Regions from separate parts of the Mus musculus genome. Here region 2 is linked to region 1. Evidence: chromatin contacts called from public HiChIP or PLAC-seq data. All regions are on one chromosome and are shown on one strand. Each heading gives the region's core, a stretch centred on a gene start, on an enhancer-like site or on the middle of the called end of the contact. The rest is flanking DNA. Distances are from core to core; before and after follow the strand shown.

The links. HiChIP or PLAC-seq counts read pairs in DNA pulled down with a chosen protein or histone mark.
Region 2: a contact with region 1 is called in an H3K4me3 HiChIP or PLAC-seq map of forebrain, with 4 times the contacts expected there. The contact joins two enhancer-like sites. A contact is called at or near these places in 1 of 39 promoter capture datasets (hippocampal neurons), 1 of 484 Hi-C or Micro-C datasets (the G1E-ER4 cell line), 2 of 115 datasets of contacts at active chromatin or transcription factors (astrocytes and forebrain) and 1 of 9 other capture datasets (embryonic stem cells).

Annotation. Positions count from the first base shown.
Region 1 is chr1:170,287,728-170,295,404 of GRCm38.p6, reverse strand. No RefSeq gene overlaps it. Among named protein-coding and RNA genes, the nearest start is that of Sh2d1b1, 14 kb to the right of the region's middle. Within about 2 kb of position 2,739, at least 67 of the 459 cell types and tissues checked have an H3K27ac peak or open chromatin away from gene starts, as enhancers often do. A contact at or near this core is called in forebrain, where this site is marked.
Region 2 is chr1:170,904,206-170,911,882 of GRCm38.p6, reverse strand. Fcrlb (Fc receptor-like B) reads left to right here. Exons shown (of 6, transcript NM_001029984.2): 4 at 2,985-3,251; 5 at 3,754-4,032; 6 at 4,180-4,610. The coding sequence ends at 4,610. Among named protein-coding and RNA genes, the nearest start is that of Fcrlb, 4.9 kb to the left of the region's middle. Within about 2 kb of position 3,407, at least 62 of the 459 cell types and tissues checked have an H3K27ac peak or open chromatin away from gene starts, as enhancers often do. A contact at or near this core is called in forebrain, where this site is marked.

The sequences.
Region 1 (7,677 bases), core at 1,490-3,989:
AGACACGAGTCTTTGTGTCCAGCTTATCTCCAGCTGCTGCCATGATGAATAGGCCAGCCCAAGGGAGCCTGGGGAAGCTCTACCCCCAGGAAACGTGGCTATTAATACAGACAGAGAAGCAGGCCTGAAGAAATATTTAAGGACCAACTGGAATACACCAGACTGCATTCTCTCCCGTGGGAGTTGCTTAAGTTTATGTTGGTTGCATGGAGCAGAAAACATGGCCTGTGTTTTCCTTTACTATAGGAAAAGAAAAAGGCCCACAAATCAAACCCCCCAGCAAACTGCAGCATTCTTCTCCTTTTACCATTTCAATAGTCAGCTCTTCCCAATGCCATCTGCTTAGCTACCTTCTTCCTTAAAGCATCCCTCTGTTTGCCGCCTTATCTGTCCGAAGCTTGTGCCTCTTACATAATCCTAGTTGGCTCGATCTGATGTTCAGCCTACACCGTGGGCCAACGCACTGCTCCCCAGGAAGTTTGGGATTGTCCCAGCCACCGAAGGGTAGTCAAGCCTGGACTTCCGAGGCAGAGGGAAGTAAGTCCAACCAGCTTGAGACATCAGCACTGTAGATGAGTTCCCAACACCTGCAGTTGACCGGCCCAGACTTCCCATGTGCCCCTTGGTTCTTCGTAAACTGTTTAGATTAGCCTTCGTGGCATAGTTAGTCCTGTGTGTTGTCTGGGACAAAGAGCAGAGCTGGAGAATGCTTTGTAGTTGAGAAGGTTTGGCTGGGGAAGCTTCATTGTTTGGAGATACTGTGTTGGCCTGTATGGGCAGCGACTGTGTGCATTACAGCTCACGTGTAAGAGTAGTTAGAGTATGGGTTAGGGACTTTGGCCCGGCCTCTCCCATATCAGTCAGTGACTCTGGGTAGTGTATGTTGTGACCAGGACTAGGGCCTTGCTGTGAAGTGAGATGTCAGATGGTTCTCTGTACTCTAGGTCACCCTCTGCCCAGCCTCAACCTACCTACTATTCCAAGCTTTTATGCTGCTATTTCATCTCTGCCCCAGAACCCCAGAACATCAGAACACCAGGACCCCAGGACCCATGGACCCCAAATTGCCCAGAATCTCTTCCCTGCCTTTGTTTTAGTTTTGGTTTTTGGAGTTGGGGTTTGACTACATAGCCTAGGATAGGCTTGAACTTGCAACCCTCCTGTCTCAGCCTCCCAAGTGCTGGGATTACAGGTAATCGCCACCACCACTGCCTCAGCTACACTTGCGCCTTCCTCCGATTTTGTCAGGCCTTGACAATTCATCCTTCACATTTCCACCGGTGTCTTCCCCTCCCTCTGTTTCTTTCTGCTGTTCCCAGTCTATTGTGAATGTGAAGTCACAAGGTCTGGGCCAGGCTGAGCTATATGTTCCCAAATAGCACCAATCAGCTGGGGGACCAAGTATGCAAACGCTTAAACATATGGAAAATATTCACCCTCAACATATGGGGAATATTCACCCTCAAACCCCACCCTACCCCATGCTGTGTGGTCATATAGTCCCAGGTGGTTTGCAGAGCAGTACAGCCTTTTGTGTCTCTCCTCAAGTCTCTGAGAGCTTTTGGGACAGGGCTCATACCATCTTCAGTTCTTAATAATCCATTTGCCATTCTAGGCCTTCACTGGTGGTTAATTGTATCTCTGAAGCTCCTATGTAGTTAGTCCAGCAATTGTTCTGATCAGTTTGCACATGCCCTCTCACTTGAATTTTTCTGGAATGCTATAATCTTATTAAGCCCATTTTCCAGACACAGATAAGCTTTTACTGTGGTCAGAAAACCCGACGTGCATGATCTCATTAATTCTCACATCTTGAGGGGAGCTATCTTGGCAGGACTGGGGGGGCGGGAGAGGTGGAGGGCTATGAACCATACACCTGATGAAAAGAAAAGTGAGCCCCAGAAGGCCAGGGTTATCATGTGTGCACGAGTGGGGGTGGAGGATGAGGGGTGGTGGAGATGTCACTCATCTTCCCTGCCACCATCCGGTAACTCTGTGCATTTCCATCACACCAGTCTAATGAGCAATTCCAGGAACTAGTCATGGCCTAGAAATATCTTTTTGAGTTTGACCTTCTCCAAGGATAAATGGAATTTCTCCAAACACTGATTATTCTTTCAAAATGGGAATTTAGAGACCCTTTTCTCTACCCCTTGTTCTTTTTCCAGAAGAGGGAACAGCAGACTATGTTTTTTAAATGGTGCTAGGAATTTCATGGAACCCCTATGGTAACACTTCAAAGTAAGAGACCTTATCCTTGTCTCCTAGGCCCCAGATCAAAACTTTAGGGATTTTAAGGACTTTGTCGATCATCCATGTCAGCCAATAACAAAGCTGCTGTTAGGGTCTCCACAAAACATTGATTTTCCAGGGTGTTTGTAAGAATCTGCGCTGACATGTAAGCATTTCCTCTTGCAGAAGACGATGGAGCCAAGAGGCAGGAGTGCTTACAAACCCCTGGAGGGACGGCTTATGTGCTTACCTGGTTATCGACTCCGAAGTTCAAGCGTTCAACTGGGCACTGAGTTCTGTTTGGCAAATACCTGCCAAGGAAAATCGGTCAGGTTTTGCAGCTACCATGGTTACTCAAACAGTGCTTGGGAAAAAAACACACACACAAAACAAAACAAAAATCCTTGTGGTACTATTTTTCTTGATGGCTGCCTGACCCCGTGTGGATTGATTTAGGATCGCAGTTTCTCATTCCTTCCACAAAAGATTTTTCATGACAAAAATGGCATTAATAAATGCTGCCCTCTGCCTAGAGTAGCTGGTATTTACACTAACATCATTCCACCCACGGGTAGTTTGTGGAGGAAAAAAATTAAGAGAGATGACACTTCTTAACTAGACATTCCAGATGAGGAGAGAAACGGATGGGAAGAAAGACTTTGAATAAAAGTATAGTGTCTGGAATGGCCATGCAGTCCTATAGTGCCTGCATGAGGGAATCTGGAATTTGAGAGCAGCTTGAGCTGCCTAGCAAGTTCCAGGGCAACCTTAGTTACATAGTGATTGAGGGTGTCCAAATGTTTGAGTTCATGATGATGCACACAGTTAGAGGTGGGGAGAGGGGAGCAGAGACACACAGAATTTCAAAAATGTATAATTGGTAACAATTCATAGAAATTTAATATTATAAACCCAGCTTTTAAATTTCCAGGAAAAATAACCAACTGTGAAGGAGAATGCAGTTAGTGCTTTCTCAGTAAGATGCCCATGCACAAAGTTAAAGGGACTAAAGTTAGTGACTTAGCATTTTTACATTGTGAGCTTTTAATCTACCATTTGCTACTTAGTTAGTTATCACAATGCCTAAAACGTATAAAATCTAAAAGACATTATAAAGTATTTAAGACTAAAGAAGGTTTATCACTCAAAAGATCAGCTTTAATGGGGATTCTAAAAATTTTCTAGGATACAAAAATTCCCTTGCAGTAAGCATGCTAGTAAGAATACTAATGAATCAGGAGGGTACTGTATACTTGGAGGTGCATAAGAAGAAAGGATGGGTAATTGACTCCAGAATTTATTGTCATTTAAGTGATAAAGGACACAAAATGAATGGGCTGAATTTTAAATAATATCAGAAAACCACATGGGATTAGTGATGGTCACAAGGAAAATGAGGATTTCCTAAATTGTAGAAATCCATATACTTACAGTATTGTAGGAAAATAAAAACCCAGAAATATAGGCTATAATGAGTATTGGGTAAACCAAAACAGTTCAATAGAGCTTTCATATTTAAAGCAATAATTCCTTCTTCTCAGTTGATAGCAGAAGAGGAGGGAAAAGGAAAACAAAAGGACAGTAAGTGGAAAGAATAGGGTGCTGTCTGTCTGAGGCCAGCCTGGGCTCCATAGGAAGACCCTGACTCAAAATGGATATAAATGACTGACTCTGAAATGCCTAAGATAGAATTGATTAATATCAAAGAGAAAGAGAAGACACAGAGTAATGAATGAGATAAATCTGTAAAAAGAGCATTAAAATAATAAAGAGAATGGCATGTCAATGAAAATGAAATGTCAATCACTATGGAAAAAATAATGGAAAAAAATCACTGCAAAACAAAAAGACCACACTGGTAAAATAATGTGATAAATCAATTTTTATTTTTATGTTTAATTAATGATAAAACCCTTCTCTTCATGAAAGGCTCACACTTAATTTTACAAACAAATACTAACATATTAAAAGAACAGCTAGGGAAAGGTGAAAGGTTTTAATTCATTTACTTGCTGTATTATGGTTTGGGGCTGAAATATTCTATGGACTGATGTGTTTTGTTAATTTGCCTTATCTTTTAAGATAATTTTTTATGTGAATGGGTGTGTTTGCCTCCATGCATGTCTGTGTATCACATGCCTATATGGTGTTCATAAAAGTCAGAAGATATTGAATCCCTGGGAACTGGAGTTATATATAGTTCTGAGCTGTTGTATGAGTGCTGGGAATTGAACTCTGAAAGTGTAGCCAGTGACTTTAAGCACTGAGCCATCTCGAGTCCCAGACTCATGTGTTTGAACTCCTGGTCCCCAGCTGGTAGTACTATTTTGGAAAGTTGTAGGATCTAGCTGGTCTTTGAGGGTTATAGCTCAGCTTTTCATCTGTTTCCCTTTTTTCTGCTTCTGGATCTGTCAAGTGTGAAAAGCCACCATAATGCCATCCTATTGCCATGGCTTCCATGTGATGAAGCAAACTTCTGGAGTCATGAGCCGATATAGTCCCCTTTCCATTTATTTCCTTCTATCAAATAGTTTGTCCTTCCAGTAACAGAAAAAGCAACAAATACAGTTTTGTGAATTTTAGTGTAGAAATCTTATATATTAACTCATTAAATTTAATAGTTTATTGAAACACAATATATCAAGTTAACCAATGCAAGGAAGGATAGCTAGTTTGATACCTATTTCATTCATTTTAGTGACTAAACTTTATAACACAGTGAAGATATAAGGAATGTGCCAATCTTGATAAATGCAGAAAATTAGAACCATAAACTTCCATTTTTTTCATGTAAAAATCCTAAAATGGCCTTGATTAGAAATACTTACTAAAAACCTATAACAATATGCTTAAATTGAAAAAAAATAAACATTCCTATCTTATTTACTTTTCAATTGCTGTGACAAAAGCCCATGGCCAAGACAACTTATAAAAGAAAGTGTTTATTTGAGTTTAAAGTTTCCGAGGGTTAGAGTCTGTGATGGCAGAGCAAAAATATGGTGACAGGAACAGCTAACAGCTCACATTCTGATCCACAAACAAGAAGAGAACAAGCACACTGGGAATGGCACAAGTCATTTGAAACTTTAAAGCCCACTCCTAGTGATACACCTTTTCCAACAAAGCCACACCTCATAATCCTTCCCAAACAGTTCCACCAATGGCAAGCAAGAACTAAAGCATAAGCCTATGGGAACCATTCTCATTCAAACTACCACATTTCCTCCAAAATAGTGCACATAAAACAAGAGCATCCATTATGATGACTAGGGATTAGTAGGGGCCCTCGCCAATGAAATAAACCTAAAAAGAGGACAGATCAGTATTGAAAAGAAAGAGAGCCAAATGTTATTAAGTGAGAAATTTACACAGGACAAACCCAGAACCAACAGATAAACTAGCAGGTATAATGAGAAAATACTCTGCAAGTCTCATAGACTAGTTAAAAAGTAATCACATATAAGATTTATGGCAACTGAAAAGGATTAATACAATGGAATATACAAAGCCAGTATGTTAAAAACTTGGATCTCCTTTACAAACCACCACAAATGACTGGGTAAATGCAGGAAGCATATATATGTATAGGGAAATATCCCAAAGATACCCATTTCTTTCCTAATGATAAGACAATGGCAGTTTCATTCAAAACTCTACCACAATATCTTGAGCAAGTTAACATATAACATAAAATATATTGGAATAATGACGAATTGCTAAGATAGTTTTGAAAAAATAGGAGAGGGCAACTTGTCCTACAAAGCAGGCAATAAGCCACAATTTATCAAGGCAACGGTGTAAGACATAGCAAAACCGGAGTACTAAGACTATTGTGATATTGTATAATGAAAGAGCCATAAATCTGAGTGAGAGGAGAGATGAATTACCAAGCAGATTCATTGTTAAGATGGATTACTAACTAATAGGGCTCCTACAATTGAAATGTGAAACGGGCTTAATTGATTTGAAGAAAAATATAGTTAGGTTTCTACCTCCGATGATATACATAATTAAGCCTAAATTCATCATTTATTCAACAGATATTTATTACCTACTATGTGTGGGAGGTTTTTTGGACCCTGGGTTATATGTCAGTGAAAAGGGGGAAAGCCTTTCTATGCTGTTAACCCCTAAATATAGAAGATAAAAGTTAAAAATCAGTAGAAGAAAATGAAGCCTCATTTTTTCATGACCTTGAAGTGGGGAAGGACTCCTTCCTAGACAAGAACAAGAAAATCACAGAGCATAAGGGAAATAAATAACTTCATGATGTAGTAAATATGAGCCCATGGATCCACCCATCTGGTCTAGAGAATGCCCCACTTCAGGGTCATGAAAAATGTGACAGATACACACTGTGGAACATGACATGTCAGATAGAGGCACTGAGCAAGACGTGCACTCAAAGCTGCGGGATCAACCATACAGTACTTCCAGAACTACAGTAATAAGAAAATCGAAGTAACACTATCATATTGTGTACAGAAATTCCAGAGACACCTGTCCACAGTCAGCACTGTGTATTTTACACCCAAATCTAATACCTTCTATCAAAAATATAGAAGTGGCTCACATGGAGGGAGGTGAACACTACAAAAGAAATTAGGAATGGAAGGAAGAAAATTTATGAAATGAAATAAACTAAAATATTTTTATAGACTGATGCAGATAGTAAATTAAAAATTAAGGAATGCATAAACTCAGCTTTGAGGAGAGGGAGAAGAGAAAAAAGAAAAGAGGGAGGAGGAAGAAAGAGGGGAAGTTTTCCATTGTGATCACTACAGATTGGAGTGATGAGTCGGAAAATATATCACCCCCACCTTGACCATTCTGCAGGACAGACTTGGGCTCTGAGACAGCTCCAGAAATCGAGCCATCTTTTTATCTTTGGCTAAAACTGCTCTGCTCAAACTCCCAGCCATTGGTCTGAGTTCTGCAATTTGGCTTTATACTCAGAGACACATTCTTCACAGAACAGCACTTCAAACACATGCAATAGCCATTAATAATTGTAATAATTATATAATAATATAGTAGTATAATTATATCATACTTATATGTAATTTCAATATAATTATGTTGTAATTATATTATTAATAATATTAACATGGTCTTTACTCTTCCAGTGACATATGCTCAAAGTTTCCAGTTGCTTAAATTATGATCTATTCAACATCTTTCAACGATATCAGGGATTCCAGCAGGAGGTCAACATCAGACATTGGTTTTGGCTGTCTGGCAAGTGTAGCAAAAGTCAGTGGGACCAAGTGTCACACAACCCTTAACATGAGAAAAGAAGAGGACATTGCTTCTAACAGATTGCATGTGCCTGTAATCTCAGGACTGGGAAGGCAGAGGCAGGAGGATCTCGCTGAGTTCAAATTCAGCTTGAATTGCAGAGTAAGACTGTACTTAGAAATGTAAAAAGTGCTGTCAAATCTTGGC
Region 2 (7,677 bases), core at 2,158-4,657, 620 kb before region 1:
CATCCCCCTCCCCGTCTTCCTGATGGAGCATGAAGCAAATTAATATTATTAATTTATTAAGTGGGGTGACCTGGTTTCAGAAAGTCAAAAATTGTGCTCTCCTGACACTACTGGAACCCAGAATCCTAAGTTCCCCCTCCTCTGTCTCTCTGTCTCTGTCTCTGTCTCTGTCTCTGTCTCTCTCTGTCTCTGTCTGTCTCTGTCTCTGTTTCTCTCTGTCTCTCTCTGTCTCTCTCTGTCTCTCTCTGTCTCTCTCTGTCTCTCTGTCTCTCTCTCTCTCTCTCTCTCTCTCCCTCTCTCTCTCTCTCGGATCCCTGACTGGCCTGGAACTCACTGTGTATACTAGGTTAGCCTTGAACTACAAGGATTTTTTGGTGTCTACCTCTTGAATACTGAGGTAAAGCCATGTACCACACCCAAACAGAGTCCTGTTTGCATATTTGTTTTGGTTTGTTTTTTTGCTGTTTCTCTAATTTTTTTTTTAGACATAGTCTCATTTTGTAGCCTAGGCTGGCTGGCCTGGAACCCACAGAGATCAACCTACTGCCCCCTTCTAAGTGTCTTCCAAGCGCTAAGATTAAAGTTGTGCTCCACCACATCAGCCCAGCCAGGATTCTGAGTTTTAATGTCTATGTGAATATAAATAAAGGGATTGAAACTGGGGGTTGTTTCATGGCACTAGACTGGAGGCCAAGTGAGGAGAACAAGAGGTGGAGAGGAGGTGTGTCAAAATGCCAATGCCACATGTAAATCTCCATAGCGAGAGAGGCTACCGGAGGTGGGAGGTGGCAGGGTACAAGGAAGAGAAGAGGGACGGAGATGAAGGGGAGGAAACAATTAAAGATGTGTTTGTTTGAAAAATGATCTCATAATTAAAGTTAATTATTTGTGATCTTAAAAAAAAAGTAGCCAGTAATTATGCATCTGTAATCTTACACTCAGGAGGCTGAGGCAGGAGAATTCCCACAAGTTTGAGGCCAGCCTAGGCCATATAGCAATACCCTTTCTCAAAGGTCTTTTTACAAGGAATGAAATAAGAAAAAGAGAGATGAGGCAGAGGAAGAGACGGGGGAAGAAGGAAGGAAGACAGGTGGGGGGGATTGGACAAAGAACTTAATAAAACTTCTGCTGTTGGCACATATACATGAGCACCTAGGAGTCGATCAAGGAGCAACTGTCTCGAAATATTTGAAGCGTTTTAGAACAGGGATGAGAACACTGGGTGTGATGGTGCAGGCCTGCAGTCCCTGCACCCAGGAAGCAGAGGCAGGAGGATGAGTGCAAATCTGCAGCCCAGCCAGGGATACATAGTGAATAACAGCCCGTATTGAACAAATAACAAACAAACAGAACCGCCACCAAACAACAACAACAACAACAACAAAGGGGATAGGAAAAGTAATAATGGTATACCCATCAAAGTACATAATTAGCTGTGTCATATGGAGGATTAATAATCTTTCCTGGGCAGATGTTCATTTTTATTAAGCATTTAAAGAACACCAGTCAGTGTTTCAATTAGCATTCTACACTTGTAGAGGTTTCCTGTTGGAGGTCATTAAAGTGGAAGCACGGTTGGCCATAGCTGACAGACAGACTGTGGCACAGAAACTGCGACTTGCAAAGCTTTCTGGACACAGGGTCTCCTGCATATGCAGCCCAAGCATGCCTTGGTTTTCAACCCTCCCACTCCAGCTTTCCAAGTGCTGGGATTACCGGCATGCACCAGCATACCTGGCCAGTGGAATTCTCTTTGTTAGGGAAGAATAGCTACAATGAGGGCTGGAGAGATAGGTTAAGAATGAATCATGCTCTGGGACAGAACGGGACATCGGGTCATAACCACCTGAAACTCCAGACTCAGAGGATACTGCACCCTCTTCTTGCCTCCTCTGACACTTGCACATACACTCACGAGAACACACCCACCTGGACATGTACACACACCTAATTCCAAATGAATGAATGAATAGATGAAATAATTTAAAATTTTATGATACCAAAAATGGCATTTAGGATGCCCTAAGGATAGTGTCAGATGCAGTGATGATGATGGTGGTGGTGATGATGGTGGTGGTGGTGATGGTGGTGGTGGTGATGATAGTGATGATGGTGGTGGTGGTGGTGGTGGTGATGGTGGTGGTGATGATGATGGTAATCGTGGTGGCACATTCAAGACGCTGTAGGATATATCTAAGGCTGTTCTCAGAGAAGCTTCCTTCAGAAGATAAGGCCTAACAGGACCTACTGGTCTGAATTTAAGCTGAGAAGCAGTGTCTTTTGGGTTGAGGAAATAGCTTTACAAGGGCCCTGGGTTCTATACAGAACCTCCCCCCCCCCCCCCGAGCAGTTCAGTGTGATTGGGTCTAGCTTGTGTTGAATGAAAGGTGAGGCAAGCTAAAAAGAAATGGGGTCAGGGAAGAGGTTATCAGGGGCTAGGTCAGGAAGGGCTTGAAGTCATACTGTGGGGTCTATGGTTGGTTTTGAAAGGAGACTCTATGGGGCTGGAACCAAATCTGAGACATCTTTGCTTCCTTGGTATCGTTTTCTTTCCTCCTGTTTAGTCAGGATCCCAGGTGCTAGTCACCAGACCAGAAAATAGGAAAAAGTTTTGGTGACCGGTGGAGTGAAAACAGCCACAGGGATTGTGGGGGGATTGCGGGCCTGGGAGGCAGGGGGGGGGGGAGGGAGCGGGAGGAAGGGAGACTGAGAAGGGTGACCTGCGGAGCTGGGATTTCTTGAGTTGGGTTGGGTTGGGTTGGGTTGGGTTGGATTCATCTTATTGAGATTAGATTAGTTTCTTTGTGTAACTGCCCTGGCTGCCCTGGAACTTGCTTTGTAGACCATGGAGGCCTCGAACTCATAAGGATCCTCCTGCCTCTACTTCCCCTACTGCTGGAATTAAAAGCATGTGCCACCAAGCTCGGCAGAGACGGATTTTTTTTTTCCTGAAGAGTAAATACTATCTGTGGGGTCCATTGCAGACTGGCTAATTCTGCAAGTGCCGTATGCTGCGGTGTTCGAGGGAGAGCCCTTGGTGATGCGCTGCCGTGGCTGGTACGACAAAGTCGTCTACAAACTTCACTACTACCACGACGGCCAGGCTGTGAGATATTTCCACTCTAGCACCAACTACACGGTGCTGCAAGCGCGAGCCAGCGACAGCGGTCACTACCAGTGCTCTGGCACCATGCGTATCCCAGTGGAGAGTGCGCCCATGTTCTCCTCCAAGGTGGCCGTGACCGTGCAAGGTGGGCGAGACGATCACAGGGAAGTTCTAGGGCTGGAATCGGAAGGGGAAAGAGGAGGCTGAACCCCGCGGGCTGCTCTATAGGTGTCCCTTCCCTATGGCGTATATCCAGGTTACTTGTTCTAGCTAGGGCTCCCACTTAGGAGCGAGGAGTTCTTGCCCTGTCTGAAGGGCGTGCTACGTCACTACGCACTACGAAGGGGACCCGTAGCTGTCCCCTTCAAGTCTAGAGAATGCCAACTGATTGACAGCTAGGATGGAACTTTTATCACCTGTCAGGATTCCGCCTCCCCTCAAACTGTCTCCATCCTTCTCCGTGGCCTCAGTTTCCCCGTCCCACTCATTCTTTCTCCTTTTCCTTCTCGTTCTCTGGGTCAAGGAGGAACCCTCTCCAGATAAGGGAAAAAGAGGGATCCGGGGCGGTGGACAGGTTGGCCCTGGTGGGGGTCCCATTGCTCTTGCGGCCTACGAGCATCAGGGCCCTGAGGCCGCCCTCCCCGCAGAGCTGTTCCAGACACCGGTGCTGAGGACGTTAAGCCCGCAGGAGGCGCGCGGCCGCGTGGTGCTGCGCTGCGAGACGCGCCTGCACCCGCAGAAGCGGGACACGCCGCTGCAGTTCGCCTTCTACAAGTACAGCCGGCCGGTGCGCCGCTTCGACTGGGGCGCCGAGTACACTGTCCCCGAGTCCGAGGTCGAGGAGCTCGAATCGTACTGGTGTGAGGCCGCCACCACCAGCCGGAGTGTACGGAAACGCAGCCCGTGGCTGCAGCTCCCTGGGCGGGGTGAGTGGCAGCTCAGCATCACGCCTGCCTCCTGCATCCCGTGGGTCATCCCGCAGTCTTCCTACCTTCCCATCTCCGCCCTCCAGCCCCTGATAGCTCCGGCCCCGCGTGGAGCAGTCACGGGTGACCAGGCGTGTTGCGTTGCAGGCCCTGTCCTGGATCTGGCGTCCACCACCGCGCCAGTCGCACAGGCTGCAGCCTTGGGGCCGGGGGACAAGCCGCTTTCCTTCCGGAAGACCCCAGTGTCCAGATCCGTTCAGTCAGTCACTTCCATCCCGAACAGCACCTTTGCAGGGCTGCAGTTCCCCGCGGGCCATGTTGCCACCGCCGGGCCACACGCCTGCGCGCCCCTGCCAGCGTCCGCGGAGCAGTCGCGCGAAGCTCTTCAGCCCAAGGTGGACCTCCTGCTTCGCGAGATGCAGCTGCTCAAAGGCCTTCTGAGCCGCGTGGTCCTGGGATTAAAGGACCCACAGGCCCTCCATGAGCTTACAGAGACCCCCGAGACACCCAATTCTCACGTTACTGTGAACCCCGCAACCCCAGAGACCACTGTCATGGAGGGCCGAGTGGACAGCTAGGCTAGTGTCTTCTCTCCGGGATCTCTATCTAGCTTGTGTGCAAATTGGAGCCATGGCTGTTAGTGTCCCCTCCTGTTGCTGTGGTTTTGGTTGTTGGTTTTTAAAGTCCCGTGGTGCTGTGGATTTCCACTTTACTAGATAGCTTGTAGGCGAGTTTGACCTTGCAAAATGGTTTATAAATGCGAGCATCCTCTGTGGTATGTTCCTTCTATAATCCAGAAGTAGACAGCTGTTGTTTACTAGTCCAGTGTGGGTGACTTTTTTTTTTTTTTTTGTAATTGAATCCATTAAGGTTAATGAGCACTTTAAAACAATTTAGGGTCAGGTTGTAATTATTCACAATAAATTTACTCTTTTTTTTTGTTTTGTTGGGGGGGGTTCGAGACAGGTTTCTCTGTATAGCCCTGCCTGACTGTCCTGGAACTCATTGTAGACCAGGCTGGCCTCGAACTAAGAAATCCACCTGCCTCTGCCTCCCAAGTGCTGGGATTAAAGGCGTGTGCCACCACGCCCGGCTTATGAATTTACTCTTATATTAAAACAACTTTCAAAATCCTATTAACTAATGAGTTTATATCTTCAAAATCCCGAGTATGATTTCAATTGTAGTAAAGATTTTAGTGTGGGCTTCTCCCTTCTGGCTTTAAGGGTCAGATCCAGTGCTAGACTCTCCCCAAAGGTACCCTTTGTCCCCATGTGACCCGACAGAGCCACTCCGGAGCAGCTGAGCAGCTGCCATGCTAACCTTAGTGGAACTAACTTTACTCTATGTCGGGATCATATCCTCCTCACTTAAGCTTCACAGTAAAGGCTGAGAACTGGTAGCAACTCTACCCTTCCATCCTTCAACCTGCTTCAGTAGCACGTGAGGTCCCATTTCCCTCTGAGCAATTAACCACAACTGACATGTCTTTACATTGTGTGTGTGTGTGTGTGTGTGTGAGATCAAGCGTACCCACTTCCCTTGTGGAAGTCAGAGGACACTTGGCTAATTCTGAGGACGGATGTTCAGATCACAGGATTAGTTACCTGATCTACGGTGTCCTTGAGGTTCCAATTCCCAGCTCTCTAATGCAGGCTCTTCCAGGGCAGCCTTTCCAGTGTCCAGGCTCTTTTTGCCTTCTGACTTTGTTCTCCTAAGTTGTTTGCTATTCTTGATCTAGACAGGAAGCAGCTACCATCAGTGCCAAGAAGCTTAATAATCAAAATACCCATCATTCAATAACAATAATAATAATAATAATGACAATGATGATGTTGATAACAACTATATATAATTTTTAATGTTCTGGGCATGGAGGTGCATACCTTAAATCCCAGGGAGGCAGAAGCAGTCAGATCTCAGTGAGTTCAAACCCAGCCTAGTGTACATAGTGAGACCTTGTCTCAAAACAAACAAAACAAAGGAGGGAAGGAGGGAAGGAGGGAAGGAAGGAAGGAAGGGAGAGAGGGAGGGAGGGAGGGAGGGAGAGAGGGAGGGGGAGGGAGGGAAGGAAGGAAGGGAGGGAGAGAGAGAAAAAAAAAGAAGAGAAAGAAGAAAAAAACACCACCACAACAAATTAAATGAGTTGACCAGAGGCCAGCGTGCCAGCCTTTCCCTCAGTATACTTTGTTGGCAACCTCAACCTTCACTTTCCCATCTTACCATCTGCCTCCATTTAGCATTAGTGATGGAGGCAGATAGTAAAGAGGAAAATTTAATCATAGCCCAATTTACTCTGTGTAGAAGAGGAAAACTATATGCTGTGTCCTTTTCCCAAAGTCTCATATGGGAGGGAAGGACAAAGATCGCTCCCTCTGGGGTCTGTGAGGCTTTCTCAGAAATGCCTGCACCAGGGAAATCTAACTTCTGTTTCCGTTCTAGCACACATTCCAGGAACAGGCCAGCTACCCCAGAGCATCCTGGAACCTATTCCCCAAACTCTGAGATGACAGATGGCTGCTGATTCCTGGAGAGGAAGCTGCTTTTTCTCTGGTCCTCTGATCACTTCTGCATCTTAAATTCAGGCCTCAGACTCTAAACCTGGCACTTTCCATATCAGATGGCAGTAGGCATGGGTCCCAAATGTATCCAATGAGATGGCACAGAGGTCTCTGTCACAGCATCTCAGCCTTACTTTGGGCTCTGTCCTTGCTCAGTGCTTCCCACCTTTGTGGAGATCCGTTATTTCACACCATACTCTGTATTACATCTTTGTTGTTGTTGTGAGAATTTAAACAAAATTCTCCAGGTTAGAGTCCGAGCACGAAGCATTAACCTACCCTCAGCCATGCTGACCTCTGCTCTTCTCCCAGCACACTGCGTCTTCCATGTTCCTGGGCCTTTGAGCAGACTCTTGCCTTCTCCTCCATGGGAGCGCTGTGTAGGCCTGAGCTTCTGAGTTCTCTGGTTACAAAATGAGGGCAATGGCAGTAACCTTAACTGGGGTAGACAAATAAATGGATTCTTTAATTATTAGAGGTGTTCAGCTAGCGGATGCCTCAGTTCTTAGGAACCCAAGACAGGAAGGTATTCCAGAAATCTCTAGAGACAACTCTGTCAGTCCCTATAAGTGAACTGTTAGACTGTTTCTAAACTTTTGCTATTTTATTTATTTATTTTCTGAGACAGGTTTTCTCTGTGTTGCCCTGGCTGTCCTGGAACTCACTTTGTAGACCAGGCTGGTCTCGAACTCAGAAATCCACTTGCCTCTGCCTCCCAGATACTGGGATTAAAGGTGTGCACCACCACACCCAGCTAAACTTTTGCTATTTTAAATTGTCCTGCAGTGAATGTCTTAATGGTTCTGGGACACACACATGCACACGCACTTGAGTGTGCATACACACACTTTGTTGTTGTTGTTTGGTTTACGATAGTATTTCTCTTTGGAACCCAATGGGCCTGGTACTCAGTATGATGCCCAGGGTTCCCTCCAGCTCCCTGGTCCTCTTGTCTCTGCCTCCGCCTCCTCAGTGCTGGGATTCATACACCACTAAACCTGCGTATTACCTCTGTCGGTTCTTATCATGAGGAATTTACCTACAGGCCTTTTGTGTTTCTGGAATTTGAAACAAGCTTGGGAGA